Linked DNA regions of Ovis aries: region 1 is linked to region 2. Evidence: chromatin contacts called from public Hi-C data. All regions are on one chromosome and are shown on one strand. The core of a region is the stretch at or near the end of the contact, and the rest is flanking DNA. Distances in the headings are between cores, read along the strand shown.

What was found. Hi-C and Micro-C count contacts between places; a contact is called where the count stands out from the background.
Region 1: a Hi-C map of muscle shows a contact between it and region 2, with 2.0 times the contacts expected there. The contact joins the enhancer-like site here to the promoter of PKNOX2 in region 2. A contact is called at or near these places in 2 of 16 Hi-C or Micro-C datasets (hypothalamus and muscle).

Annotation. Positions count from the first base shown.
Region 1 is chr21:26,164,458-26,167,476 of ARS-UI_Ramb_v3.0, forward strand. The region is part of intron 3 of PKNOX2 (PBX/knotted 1 homeobox 2); the gene reads left to right. Among named protein-coding and RNA genes, the nearest start is that of PKNOX2, 120 kb to the left of the region's middle. Within about 2 kb of position 1,609, at least 25 of the 54 cell types and tissues checked have an H3K27ac peak or open chromatin away from gene starts, as enhancers often do. A contact at or near this core is called in hypothalamus and muscle, where this site is marked.
Region 2 is chr21:26,049,562-26,052,416 of ARS-UI_Ramb_v3.0, forward strand. PKNOX2 (PBX/knotted 1 homeobox 2) reads left to right here and starts at 1,351. Exons shown (of 14, transcript XM_060404255.1): 1 at 1,351-1,376.

The sequences.
Region 1 (3,019 bases), core at 359-2,858, 120 kb after region 2:
CGTCTGAGCCACCACCTGTCCTCAAAGGCCACATGCTTGGGGTAGGGGGTCAGAACTAGCTGAGACCTCTCTTCCCTCCATCTCTGACTCTGCCCCTCGGACCTGTCTGCCTCTCCCACTGCTCCCCAGCTCGCGCCTTCTCTGTGTATTCCTCTTTCTATTTCTGTGATCACTGGTTGGTGCTTCTTTTGTTGCCAGCGACGCCCCCTCGACCCCAGGCTTGTGTCTGGGAGTGATGCTGGGTTAAGCGTCTGCAGGAGCAGACGATCTATGGTACATGCCCATTTGTACCGAGAGGGGCATAAGCGAAGATCCATGGCACCTGTGTGCCAACCCCCCTTTTCTATGGGCCTCAGTTTCCCCAGAAACGCAGTAGGAGGATGTGGCACTACTCTTCAAGAACACTTCCCTGGTGTGTGCTCCCCACCCCTGCTGCCCCCCTCCTGCCTGGACTGCAGGAGTGGAAGGCTGTGTGAGAACTGAGAGGTGGGGGCAGCACACGGAGGAGATCTGCTGCCCGGACCAGTTTAGGCAAACAGCAGGGACTGCTGGCGGAGGCTCCAGCCCCCACTTTCGCGGTAACAGCTGCAGTCCAGCTGCTGGCATCCCTGCTGGGGGAGCGTGCTAAACCTCTCCAGGGTCAGCGCTGTGGTATGTCGGTTTCCATAGCAACCAGCCAACGGGCCACTTTCTCAGAACAATTCCCCTACTCAGCCGGGTTCTGGACTTAGCTCAGCCCAAGGGCATGTGGCTGAGGAGCAAAGCAGGAGGGGGAAAGGCTGCCCGAGGGCCAGATGGCCCCCCAACCCCCTGCAGAAAGTGGCTATCTCCAGTCTCGTCTGAGCACAGAGGGCGTGCACCAGCAGGACAGGGCAGGCGGACTCTCTTCCGGTTCAGGCTGTCCCTCGCCCCCTGCTCTTTGCCACCCTCCCATGCCCACTCATCCACAGACCGCCCAGCTCGGCCTGGCTGGACGTATCAGGTCTTTGTCTGGATCACAGCTGCCTTGGCTGGGCTCAGAGCTGGGAGGAGAAAGTTCCGGAATGGTGTACGATGGGCAGGGGAGGGGGCTTGCTGGCCTCCATCTCCGCACCCTTCCATCCCACTCCAGGGCCATCGGAATTCCACCCGCCCGCCCTCAGTGACCTCTGGGGAAGACAGGGTCAGAGTCTGTCCCCTCCGCATGTTCAGAGGATGGGAAAGGTCACCTTTCTCAAGCCCCTTAGAAATAAACTCCCTTAACCTGAGCAGGTTGGTGCCACGCCTGACACTTTCGGAAAGAGAGACTCGGGAGAGAACAGACAAATTAGAAGCTCACAGGGACCTTGATCCATTTTCTGGGTGAGGAATCGGGGTGGTGGAGGGGGTAGACTGCTTTGTGTGGGGATGGGATGGCATGGGGGCACCAGGCCTCAATTCCTGTGCAGGGGCCATCACTCCTCACCTCTTTCCTCTCCCTGGTTGGGCTCACTGTTCAAGTCCAGAAACGGTGAGGGAGGCCAGAGCTTCTTCCCCAGGCCCCTTGGAACACAGCTCAGGCCACTGGGAACTTGGGGGCCACAGGGCCCTAGTTGCTGGACTTAAGTTTATTTCCAGAAGGGAGCCATTAGCAAATGGGGAAACTGGGATTAGGGTTGATGTCTCTGAGCAGGCCTAATAACCTCAGGGTTGGGCACAGGGCTAGGACTTGGTGTCCTGACAAGTGACCGGAGTGGTGCCTGGGGAGGCGTAGTGTTCCCAGAGTGACCTGTCCAGCTGTCTTGCTCATCTTTTCTGATCAACGGTTATGCACTTTCAAAGGGCCTAGTTCTTCCTTCTCTTCCCCTTATCCCATCTACCCTCTCACCCCCTTAAAAGGAGGGGACAGATGTCCTTTCTTCCACACACCACAGCTGCAACCGGACACATTCCCCTAGCCCCCGGAAACAGGTGTGGAGGATTTCTCAGCCCCTGGGGATGAGGGGCATTCAGGAAGACGACCAGTTTTAGAAGCTGCATGAGTTTTCATCCCCCTCTGGCCCCATCTGTGAAATGGGCGTGTTGCCTTGGATTAACACTTCCCAAAGTGGGCTCTGCAGCACAGTGGGCTCCTTGGGGGCTGGCGGGGGCAGGGAGGGGGGAGCCCTGAAACCCAGCAAACTTGGGAAATGCTGCCTAAACAATTCCTTTTGAAGAGTTACAGGGCTCCTTACCATTTTAAAGATTTTAACGAGTTCAGGATGCAAGACAACCCAGTTTAACCTAGGGCTTCCTAAACATTTATGACTGTGGTACCCTTAGTGTACATCCTATGAACAAACCCACCTGGCAGTTATCAGCCTGTACCAGACATTCCAAGGCCTTCCAAGTTACTCTTCAACATCTGAGGTGCTTCCCCCGCATCTGAACATCTGAGATGTTCCTGGCACCACAGATGGTCCTGTGACCACACCCCAACCCTGGGCTCAACCCTCCTTCCTGCCCCCTCCACCACCACCTCCTGCTGGCTGGCTGCTCAGCTTTGCTCAGATTATCTCCCTTCCAGATGGAGACGCTAGTGTCTGGTATGAGGAGAGGTCTCGCCCTGGACCCTCGAGAGCCAGGGCAGAAGTGGAGAAGCAGTGTGCTGGGATGTCTCAAGTTTCTCGAGGGAAGGAAGCCCTCATGGCTCCACCCTAACCCCCAACTCTCCCCTCAAGGCTCATGGGTCATCTGTGATTTTACTGCTTTAAAAAGTGAGGCAGTGCTTCTAGAACAAAGGGAGGAGAAAGTTCTGGCTCCCAAGCGTCTAGAAGGAGGAGTGAGTGGTGAAGCTAAAAAGGGAAAACTACAGGGGCTTCTCTGGTGGCTCAGTGATAGAGAATCTGCCTGCCAATGCAGGAGACATGGGTTCGATCCTTGATCCAGGAGGATCCCACATACTGCAGAGTAACTAAGCCCATGGGCCTCAGCTACTGAGCCTGTGGCTCTAGAGCCCAGGAACTGCAGCAAAATCCACCACAGTGAGAAGACCACACACCGCAGCTAGACAGTAGCCCCT
Region 2 (2,855 bases), core at 101-2,600:
TTGCCCCCTTTGAGCAGTAGCTAATGGCTCTCATTCTTGGCCAGGAAGGAGGCAGACAAGGAATGACCAGAGGCCTGGAAAGAGCAAAGGGGCAGCCTTCAGCTTCTTGGGTCAGCTTCTTTACCCGAAAACCTGGGCTGCTTGGGTTTTACTTTCTGCTTTCCTCGCTTACATCCGTGTCTTTTGTCTAGGCTTCATCCAGGCCCCCTGCCTGGTCTGGGGTCAGAGGATCAATCCCTGCCTAACAGTGGCTGAAATGACTCCTCTACAGAGAGCAAGAAGAAAATTTCATAGGCGAAGTGGGGTTCTCTTGTCCCTTACGCAGAGGGCCACGTGCTCAGTTGTGGAAGCAAGCAAACCTCCAGGTGACACTCACTTAGTAGGACTGTAATCTTGGTGGAATGAAAGAAGGCACATGTCTGACACCATACATGCTTGTGTTGGTCCTCCTCCTGGTGAATTTCCTCCCAGAAGCAGGGGAAGCCACCCCAGCAGTCAGTCCCAGGCTGCAACAGTCCAGCTGGTCTCTCCTTTTACACCACCTCACCGATCCCCAGAACTCTGACACTTTTTAGAATGAAAATAGGAAGAGGCTTAAAACAGGCCTGCCTGGCATTTGCAAAGAGGTGATTTACTGACAAAGCCCCCACACCTTTTTATCTCTCCCTCTGCCCCTGGAAGAACCAATCGCCCCAGGAAGCCCAGAGCAGAAGGAGCTCTTGAGAACAGGAATAACTAACCAGAGTGTCATCTGAGCACCTTTTCTGGGGCCAGGGTAATGAGAATTATTCAAATGCAATCATAAAAATGAGGCCAGCCAGGCAGGAATGGGGTGGAGGTGGGAGAGGAGTGGGGGTGGGGGGAAGAATTTCTTGCCAGTTTTAAGTTTCATAATTTCTGGGGAGTGCTCTCAGGGTCCACAGAAGAAAATTTCCCCGCACCTCCACCAGCGTGAACTCAAGTTGTCTGGAAGCCCCGCCTCGGTTTTCTGCCGAGGGGGACTTGGCCTGGGTTGCGGGTAGTATTCCCGAGTTCCTGGGTGGGGGGAGGGGGCGGGGGTCGGCTGCGTTCTTCCGTCGGAGGCCACCTCTCATTCTGAGGTTTTCTCCCGGCAGCCGGAGCCGCTTAGACGTCTTAGAAAAGCCTCCAGCAGAGGGAGACACTCCGGCTGCTGCTCCGACTTGGAAGCGGCCGGGGCCGGGAGTGGGTGGGGGTGATGGGGGGGGTGGGGAGAAAGGGGGAGTGGGGAGAGGGGAGGTGTGTGGAGGGGGGGGGCTCCGGGGGGCGGGTCCCTGTGCCGCTGACGTCCCGAGCAGTGCTGGGAAGTATAGGCTGTGTTGTCACGCCGGTGTCAGTCTGATGAAGATTGGCATCAGGTAAGCTGTCATTCATTTCCATGTCAGAGACGCTTTTGCAGGCGGCGGCGGCGCGGCGGCGGCGGGTGCTGCTGCTGCGGGCGGCTGCCTCAGAGCGCGTGTGTTTTATTCCAGTCCCCAAGCCAGAGTATTATTCATTGCGACAGGGCAAGGAGGAGAGAGGGAGAGAGGGAGGCAGCAGGGAGGAGAGAGAGGGAGGCAGCAGGGAGGAGGGAGGCAGGGAGCAGCGAGGGACGGCGGGAGCGTGCAGAGGAGCTGGGGAAGCGCCGGGAGAGCGCGGAGCGAAGCAGCGCGAGCGGTGTTGAGGCCCGGGAAGGAGGCGGCCCGCCCGCGCCCGGGCCCGGCCAGCGCGCAGCCCCGCCGCCCCGCCGCCTCGCTCCGCTCGGGCCCGTGGCGGGGCGTGCATTGTCCGCGGGTGTGAGGAGAGGGGCTGCGGACTCGGACCCCCGCGGGCCCAAAACACCGTAGCGGGCGGGCGGGGAGCTGCGCGCTGGGTGCGCCGGGGACCGGAGTAGGGACTCGCGCGCGGGCCGGCGGAGCCCCGGTGCCGGCAGCTCCGGGCTGGGCGCTCCGTGGGCGAGGCTGAGATTGGCGGGCCGGCTCCAGGTTCGCTTTCTATCTCCCGGCTTCTGGCGCCCTTCGGGCCGGCGCTTCCTTGGCGCCAGCAGCTTGGAGCTGCCTTCGAGCGGCTGGAAGCAGGAGCAGCCCCAGACTCGGGCCGGCTGGCTGGAGTCCGGGAGCCGCGGCCGCGTCCTGCTCGGCCTGCGGAGCCGGGACGAACGAGGGTTTGCAGGCGGATCCGTGGGGACAGCGGAGCACGAGCTGTGGATCAGGGAAGCCGGGATCGCAGGGGCCAGGCTCGGGGACCCTAACGCGGGAGGAGCTGTAATTTGTAGCGTTACTAGCTTTCCGAGGATTGTTGGGAGTCTTTGGCGAGGTGTGGGGAGGCGTAGGGGCCCTCGGCGAGGTTCGGGAATTGGAAGCCCTCCTGGCTCAAGAACTGGGGCACGAGTTCGTAAGAGGGGGGGTCGGAAAGCGCTCAAAGAGAGAGAGCCGAGGGGGATGGGGCAGGGTCCCGAGTCTGCCGCGCAAAGTTTGCGTTTCTTTCGGGTGAGGCGTGCGGGGCTCTCCCGACTCCAGACCCAGAGGAAGAAACGAGCCACGCGGGCCGCCTTTTCCGGGGGCTCTCAGGGGAGAACCCGAGGTTCCGGCGCGGTGTGGAGACCAGGGGCTAGTACTGGGAGTAGGGCGAGGGGTGGGTGGTGGTTGTGCATCAGCCCTGAATGAGGGCTGGGCTTCGGGGCGAGGCTAGAGTTCGGGTTTTTAGGATCCAAGCTGTTTTCAGAAGCCGGATCGAAGGGCCGCCGATCGAATCTGCACACCGGTCAAAGCAGGGAGCCGGAAGGCTGGAGTTAGGGGCCTGGGCTTACATCTGAGGATGGAATCGGAGGAAGTGGTGGCGTCTTTTAGGGTTTAGCC